2 separate regions of the Astyanax mexicanus genome follow, and region 1 is linked to region 2. Evidence: chromatin contacts called from public Hi-C data. All regions are on one chromosome and are shown on one strand. Each heading gives the region's core, a stretch centred on a gene start, on an enhancer-like site or on the middle of the called end of the contact. The rest is flanking DNA. Distances are from core to core; before and after follow the strand shown.

What was found. A called contact is a pair of places that touch in the nucleus more often than the background predicts.
Region 1: a contact with region 2 is called in a Hi-C map of muscle, with 6 times the contacts expected there. The contact joins the promoter of rnf181 here to the enhancer-like site in region 2. A contact is called at or near these places in 3 of 3 Hi-C or Micro-C datasets (blood and muscle).

What each region holds. Positions count from the first base shown.
Region 1 is chr22:6,774,528-6,779,102 of AstMex3_surface, forward strand. It overlaps rnf181 (ring finger protein 181), which reads left to right and starts at 2,554. Exons shown (of 6, transcript XM_007237813.4): 1 at 2,554-2,652.
Region 2 is chr22:6,740,189-6,744,852 of AstMex3_surface, forward strand. No RefSeq gene overlaps it. Among protein-coding and RNA genes, the nearest start is that of vamp5, 8.3 kb to the right of the region's middle. Within about 2 kb of position 2,538, the one cell type or tissue checked has an H3K27ac peak away from gene starts, as active enhancers do.

The DNA.
Region 1 (4,575 bases), core at 1,304-3,803, 34 kb after region 2:
ATAATAATAATAATAAACAAATCTGTTATATTATTTTAAATATTAGGTGATAACTGATTATTTTTGTCGTATGTATATTATTCAGACATTGCATGCATAATTTTTTCTAACAACAGTAAATGTAACGTGGAGTAACATGTTTAGGTTGTTAAATCACCTTATAATAATAATTTACTTTTAGAGTGGGCTTGGGTTCATATTGGCAAATGTGTCCCCCCCAATATCAAGTCCGCTCCTACGCCCTTGGTTTAAGATGCTGTTAGAACAGCTTTTGCAGTGCCAAATGATTGTATGGAGAATTTATCATATTTATACACTACACAAAAAACATTTTTTTCTGGCTTTAATTAATAATTACTTATTTTCACTTTATTTCCTGATATACATGCATCTGTCTTGTTATGGCAAGCTGCATGAGAGGGTGGACAATTTTTGTGAACATTGCCATTTGATGGAAACAGATGTGTTGGTTTGTATCACACGTTGGTGATCTTGTTCTTGTTCTGTTTCAAATAAAAAATTCGATTTTTTAAAAAATTATTTTTAAAATTGCTGTGATTTTTTACAGTGACAGGGTGGACTAAAGCTACACTTTATCTCTTTAAATCAGGGGTCTCAAACTCATTTTTGCCGAGGGCCACATTGGCATATTGGCTGTCCTATGAGGGCCAGATGTAACTTATAAATATAAGAAAATGTAACCAGATGTAATACAAAATGAATGTAATTACTCCTTAATGTTAAATAACTCTCAATATACTATTTATTCAATCAAATATACAGTTGCATGGAAAAATGATTGCTTGTTGCTCTATTAACATAAATCCTTTTAATTTATAAGTTATATTAACTTTGATCAAAACGTTTGATACTGAAATAAGGCTTAATAAATATAAAATCAAAAATTGTGAGCTGTGACAGATTTAGCATTTCCTCAGATTTAGCAGTTCCTCATCCAACCACTAGTCGGAGCTGCAGCTGCAGCACCACAAGCCCGCAGTCTTTGCTTAGTCAGAGCTGCAGCCCAGCCACGGGCTACAGGACTCAGCTGAGCCAGTCTGGAGCGTTTTTAAATTTTTTAAGTTCTTCTGTGTATGAAATAAAATAACCCCACTAACCGGATAATACAGCTCTCTACAGTTCATCTTTCAGCCCAAGCAGCTAACAGCAGCAGTTTAGAGCAGCGTCACGGAGTCACTGCTCGGATTACATTATAAACAGTTCAGTTAGCGCGCTGCTAACCTCAGGATGTTTATAACTACGGAGTTTAATGGACACACCACGGCAGCAAGGTTAGACTGTTGAAGGCTACTGAAGACTACTAAAGCAGGCAACGCAGCGTAAGCAAAAAAAAAAACAAAAACCACACACACACACCAAAATACAAGTTAAGATAAAATATGAAAACGAACATAATAAAGCATAAATAATTAAATTGAATTGCGGGCCAGATGTATGTTTATTTTGTTAACCCGTGAGGGGCCGTATGAAACCGCGTCGCGGGCCGCATGTGGCCCGCGGGCCGCTACTTTGAGACCCCTGCTTTAAATGGTAACCCTAACTAACCCCCCTGATTTTTGCTGACTCCACCATTAGCTCAAAATAGGATGGGTAGTTTAAGAGGGGCACTGGGTGATGTATGGGTTTAGGGGCGGGGCAGGAGGGAGAGCTGATTGGCTGAGCTGCAGCAGCAGCAGTGTGCCTCTGATAGCGGTGAGACGCAGATGGTTGGACGTCAGCAGGGGTTGGTATTATTGATAGACTGATCTGCATATTGTAATGTGTCTGTGTACCAAAGTTCACAAAAACATTTATTTACTCAATTTGTTTTCTACATTAAATTACATAGTAAATTGACAAGGCCAATTACCCAACCCATTCATTAGGACTCCCCCTATCACTAGTGATGCCCCAACCCCAGAAGGGGAAAAACCAGCACATGCCTCCTTCGACACATGACCCAATCTCCTGATCTAAACCTGATGAACTGAAATGGTAACTTGAAGTTATTTAGGATGAGCTGGAGCTTCACAGCGTGAAGAAAAGAAAAGCAGCAACTATTGTTCAGCAACTCCAGGAACTCCTTCAAGACGCTGAGAAAACTATCAAAATTGCACAAGAGTCCTTAAAGATACATGTGATATTTAGAAGAATCTAAAGTATAAAATATATTCTGATTTGTTTACCAGTTTTATAAGTTTACAGAATAATTCAGCATGTGCTCCTGTATAACTTTAATATAGTCTTCAATATTAAATATACAATGTAAAAAATCATTAAAAAAAGAAACACAGAGTTGATGAATGAGAAGAGGTGTGTCCAAACTTTTGACTGGGACTTTATATAAAATAGAAACTATAAAATAATACAGTTTAATAAAACAAGAAGCTTTAAAAGATCATTTTATTAGGTTAACAGTAGCTCAGCTGCTCCCTCTGCTGTTACACTCAATGCTGAGTGCAATGCTGACAGTTTGTCCGGGTCACTCTCAATTGGTTGCTTCCTCCCTACATAGTGCACTAAATTTACAGCCTAGGTAGATAGTATATAGGAAGCTGCGTTTGCGACGCGCCCTCCTGGTTCAGTTCCGTGATGATGACAGTGCAGGGTTAGCTCAGCTTTCAGCTCTGACAGCGGCGGAGGCAGCGGCGGGTAGGGTTATATTACTGTGTCGGTTTATATCATTGTTAGGGTGTGAATTAGAAATTAAACACGATACGATACATTCAGAGCTTTTATTCTTTTATTCTCTTGATTTACAGCACTATCAGCTGATTAGATATCTGTTAGCTAGCCTGGTGAAATTATTAACACAGCCGGCAAAGTGCTGAATAACGTTAGTTCACTAGCTAAGCTAACTAGCTAATGTTTACCTTAGCCTGTTTTTAGCTAGCTTAGCTTAGCAAGCTAATGTTAATGTAACGTTTCTGAAGCAGTAACGTTTATAATGTGTTAAATTAGCTTCTATAAAATATTATAAACATGTGTAAATGGTAATACAACGTGCTTATGCTTCTAACACTTTAGCCAACCTAACTAACTTAAGTTAGCTAATAGTTAAAGTTAACTAAACTAACTAAGGCTGTTTCTACATTGATTCAACGTTATAGTTTTATATGTACTATTTGTATTAAATATTACTTATATTAAACATGTATATCTAGTTTGTTTTCTATGCTTATAGCATGTACTATGTTCCTGTAGTGTAGAAAGGGACGTAATAATAAAAACATAATAACAACAACAATAACAACAACAACAACAACAACAACAATAATAATAATAATAATTAGTAAAGGTTAATTTGTGTAAAATATAATGAACATATGTAAAATGCCAACCTAAAAAGCCAACCTAACTAGCTTAACTGACTATCTTATGTTGTTTCGACATTGATTCAACGTTATGGTGTTACTTTTGTATTAAATATAACTATAACTATATTAAACATGTACATTTTGTTAGTATTCTATTCTTATAGCATGTCATGTGTTCCTGTAGTGTAGAAAGGGACGTTTAAATAGTAATAATGTTAGTAAATGGTAATAACACTTGTATACGCTTCTAAAACTTTAGCCAAACTAACCTAGCTAAGGTTGTTTTAAGATTGATTCAACGTTATGGTTTCATATGTATTGTTTGTATTAAATATTACTTATATTGGACATGTATATCTTGTTTATATTCTAGCGTATACTGTAGTGTACTGTGTACGTTACTGTATCTTGTAGTGTAGAAAGGGACGTTTAAATAGTAGTCAATAGTATTTTTTTTTTTTTTTAAGTAAAAATGTTTCTGAAACTTTTACCAGCACTAAGTAGCTAAATAACAAACCTAGTTAGCTGTGGCAGAAGTGAACTGGTGGTACTAGTGTAATCCAGCTGGCTAAACAGATGGCAAACGTTGACTTAACCTTTAACATATTTTACATGTATAGCTTGTATTGTGTTCCTGTGGTTTAAATAGGGGTAAATAGTAACACTAACTCTTAGGCGATCAATATGTATAGCGCTTAATATACAAGAATGGATGGATAAGTGACAGTTGTAGTTTTACTGTCTTAAAAGTTTGTCTTCCTATTACAAACTGGTCTCTTAACTGCCCCCACTCTCACCTAATAATAATAATAATAATAATAATAATAATAATAATGTATGTAAATAATACATACAATCATACATTTAATATTAATGTATAATTGAATAGTAATACATTTTTTGGTTGCATTACATCTTTTAATGTTAATAGAGAAACAACCTTTATTAAACAAGCTTTATTTAATTGCCTAATAGGCATTGGTTTGTGTTGAAATTGTGACACTGAATCAGCTTTTATTTAAATGTTTGAATACTTGAAAAGTAGGGCTGAGCTCTTCTACACTCGCTTTTAGGTTAAAAGTTATCAGTTATTATAACTTATATAAATATATATATATATTAGGAGTGGGCGATATGGCCCTAAAATAATATCACGATATTTCACGGTATATTCCAATATATTAAAACACTAAGTTAAAAAATATGTTTAAATAATAAACTATTGCAACAAAATGATAATTTAATTTTATTATTGCAA
Region 2 (4,664 bases), core at 1,288-3,787:
AACATCAAAACCATGAATGAACACATGTGGAGTTTTATGTACTTAACAAAGTACTTCTTTAAAATAGCCCCCCTTTTCTCTGATTACTGCTTTGCACACTCTTGACATCATTCTCTCAATGAGCTTCTCTCAAGAGGTGGCCACCTGAAATGAAAAGTTTTCCAACAGTCTTGAAGGAAGGAAGGAGTTCCCAGAGGTGTTTATTAGCACTTGTTGCTCCTTTGTCTTCTTCACTCTGTGCTCCAGCTCACCCCAAACCATCTGGATTGGGTTCAGGTCCGGTGACTGTGGAGGTTCAGCTCATTTTTTATTAAGTACATAAAACTCCACATGTGTTCATTCATAGTTTTGATGCCTTCAGTGAGAATCTACAATGTAAATAGTCAGAAAAAAAGAAAGAAAACGCACTGAATGAGTAGGTGTGTCCAAACTTTTGACCTGTACTGTATTCTGTGAGAACACATATGTAGCTGAGTAGGGACCAGAAAATGAATATGGTAATGGCTAAAGATTCGTTAAGGATTTGATGCAGTTAAAATTTCGGACACACCTCTTCTCATTCAATGTGTTTTTATACTGTAAATTTAATATTGAAGACTATATTTAAGCTATACAGGAGTTCATGCAGAATTATTCTGTACATAAAAAGTGTTAAACAACCAGAATATGTTTTATATTTTAGATTCTTCTAAGTATCATATTTATCTTTGAGGACAGATCTGCACACTCCTGGTGAGATTTTAATCTCAGTGTCTTCATGAGGGAGAGTCACCTGGAATAGTTTTCTCAGCGTCTTAAAGGAAGGAGTTCATGGAGGTTCTGAACAATAGCTGCTGCTTTTATTTCCTTCACGCTGTGAAGCTCCAGCTCATCCCAATTAAATCACCTCAAATCACCATCTCAGTTCATCAGGTTTAGATCAGGGATTAATGTGGAGTATAAACACTTTTTTTGTGTTTACTACATAATTCCATGAATTTAATATTGATTAAATGGCAGTCTGTATTATTTTGTTTCTAAACTGAGTGGGGAAGTATATGGATAAAATATGGTGTTTAATGGTACCAGTGCGCTGGAACAAGTATCCCTGCTAAGACTATTCTTATATTCATTCTTATTTTTTCGTGGGAGTTCTTCTTCTGGTCACGTCACGCGTCTTTACGTACTTACGTCACACGTGCAGCCTCTAAAAGAGGATCCGGCTCAGTTTTACTGAACGCGAGCAGCTGGTGGAGCAATAGAGACTTCAGAAGAGGAAACTCAGAGCTCAGTAGCTCATTCACTCATAGTAAAACCAAAGAAATGAAGGAGTGAAGTTTCTGACTGAGCTCTCTCTTTCTCTCTCTCTCTCTCTCTCTCTCTCTCTCTCTTTCTCTGACTGAACATAACCTGGAATCGGATTCATCTGCACCCAGTTTAAAATGATTGTTTCGCATTCTCGGTGCAATTACCCATTTTTTTTTTACTAGAGAGGGCTCTAAATCCCAAAACTTACGAACATCAGCTTTAATCTACAATGTAGAAAATGCACACACACACAAAAACACACACGATGGCAGACAATAGGGGACTTTGTCAGTTTTATGCCAGTCTAAAAGACACCAGAGGGGGCGGTTGCCCCCCCCCCCCCCCATGCCCCCTTAGGTGAACCAGTGTATTCAGTTACACACTGACACCACCAGTACTGTTAGATAGTGATGATGTTATATGATTACGCTGAACTGGCAGCTGATTCTGAGCAACGTGGCTGGAAAGCCAAGGTTTGTCCAGTGGAAGTTGGCTGCAGAGGCTTCGTGGGAAAAACGACTACCAGGCTTCTTGGGGAACTGGGAATTCGAGGCCATACTCAGCGCCAAACCATCAGAGCCCACTCGAGCACAGCGGAGCAGGCAAGCCGGTGGCTCTGGTTAAAGAGGAAAGATGCCACCTGGGCCCCAAAATAGCACCTGTGATGCAGGAGGGCTAAGAGCTGAGGGGGGCACATCTGGGACGCCAGGGCTAGTCATCGAAACACCAGTGAAGGAGGGTGCCCACCTGATGACTCCAATGAAGCTCCAAACCCTATTGTCACACAGACAGCACCTTATTTCTTATCCTCCTACAGGTTACTGCATCAAACCACTTCAAATCTCAGGGGTTCAATCAATAAGGGATTGTGCAATCTAGTCCTATGTTAGAACTGCCAACTCAATCCAACTCATCACAGCTTTACTGGATTGAGCTCCTTTATCGTTCCAGAGAACACTGGAACTGGAGGGTGCTGTACCTGTATTGTAACTGGTACTAGGCCTGGTGACCTAAGCATCACATGCCAGGAGCCATTATATTATTATATCAGCATTACTTTCCTCTTTAGATGACTGCTCACGGCATCGGGTGATAAAGCATTGCTCATACGAGCACAGCGCCGTACGGGAATTAGCACAAACGGGAATTTCTGAAGCGTAGAGTGCCCTGAAAAAAAAGATCTGTGGTGTCAAAGGTCAAATGGCTGAGTTGGTGTGGGCCACTGAGGCCGCAGAGGCTGAGTGTGCCATTGTCCCGCTGCGTGGCAGAGCGTGGTGCCCAGCAGTGACTCACAGAGTGTGTAATTCTCAGAAATTCAAAAGAGAAAGTGGGCGAATGTTTTGCAAGCACTTTGTTTATCTCATTTCTTCTCTCTCTTCTTTTAAATGTGGTTTCATTGCCTTCCTGTCCTCCGCTTTCGACACCCCACCAGGACTGTTTTCACCTCTTGCTCTGACAGGCCTGAGCCCACGATGGAAAACACCACTATTGTTTTCTTCTGCTTTTTTTTTACGAATGCAAACGTGCCACTTATCTTCCGTTCTCAGACACCAAAATTATGGCTGGTGAGTCCCTCAGAAACGCCAAGCTGACTTTATTTATGACCTGTTGTTCCTAAATATGTTCCCCAGCTTTATAGCAGCAAATTCTTAGGATGTTTTATTTTAAATTGTAGTAAACGTAGTGGTGTTGCTGAAAGGGAAAGGGACAAAATATTGCAATAAATGAAATTAGTGTGCTTTAGCTGCCATTCCTGCAAATCCACATTCATTTTTATTCATTTTAAAAACAAAAAAAGTGGTCTGGAATGGTACTGGGACCTCTTTCTGGCTTTAACAGCGTTTTGCTGGTTACCTGAGTAAACATGGTGCTGCTAATAGTGCTGATACAAAGACTAGAAAGCATATTTTTAGGACTTTAAAGCGCACTAGGTGCATTATAAGGTGCACTATCAATGAACGTCTATTTTTTGGTCTATTTTCATACATAAGGCTTATAAGGATCATAAGGAGCATTAAGCAGTACTAGTAAGGATGCCTACATCGAAGTTAGCAAGGGTGTCTCCATGTTTCCCTTCTAAAGGGGAAGCTGGGGGAAGCTCCTAAGTAAACAAAACTGTAATTCTTTAAAAAAAAAACAAAAAAAAAAACCTACACAGATTTCTTTCCTGTAAACCATTTATTTGGGGGTGATAAGCGCTTCTGTTTATTTACTCAGATTTCCAATATTTTGTCTAAGAGTGAGTTCTCAGTGCTCCAGCATTAGCATTAGCTGCTAACCACAGCAGTAGCCAGATGTAAAATACCTCCCCATAGGACTAGACTGAGGAACCCCAAGTGTTCCAGTAACCCAAGGTTCATGCCACATAGCAGATGACATATCTCTCCTCTAAACCATCACTGATCATCAGTAAATTATAAATTTTATTTGGAAAAATCAAGGGATCAGAGTCTGGAGGAAGAGTGGAGAGACACACAGTCCAAACTGCTCGAGGTCTAGTGTGAAGTTTCCACCAATCAGTGATGGTTTGGATAAAGAGACATGTCATCTGCTGGTGTTGATCCACTGTGTTTTATTATCAAGTCTAAAGTCAGTGCAGTTTTGTTTTCCCACAAAATCTTACAGCACTTCACTTACTGCGCTTCCCTCTGCTAACAACTTTTATGGGAATGTGGATTTTATTTTCCAGCAGGACTTGGAACACTGCCCACACTGACAAAAGTAACAGTGGCTCTTTTATAATATTCTAATTTTCTGAGACACTGATTTTTGGGTTTTATATTGGCTGTAAGTCATAATCATCAACAATAAAAGAAATAAACGCTTAAAATTGATCACTCTGTGTTTAATACATCTATATAATATATGAGTTTCCCATTTGCAACTGAATTACTGAAATAAAGTAACTTTTCAATGAAAATATGCTCTAGTATATTGTGATATAAATGATGCACTCTATACACTGTACCTTGTCATATTGATAAATTCTGAGCAAAAGTTATTATTACCCAATCAGAACAGTGGGATCTGAAGACAGAGTACATCTAGTGGGTGGGGTTTAAACCCAACACTAAATAAACCACTGACTGAAACGAACCTTTAAATGTAAACAAATAATTATAATAATTTCAAATATAATACATTGCTTTTATTGGAAAAGTAATTACCATAATACTGTACACCCCTAAAATCATGACTAATAATAATGTTAGACATCAGCCAGTGTATTATAACCTGTTGGTTTAATAATTTTAGGCTTTTAGATCTGTAAACAATTCTGACTGACTGAGTTTCTCTGCAATTTCTCATTATAATTACTTAATTATAGCAAGTTCGTTCAGATCGTAACCGTTTAACCGTTCTGTGAAATTTCCCTT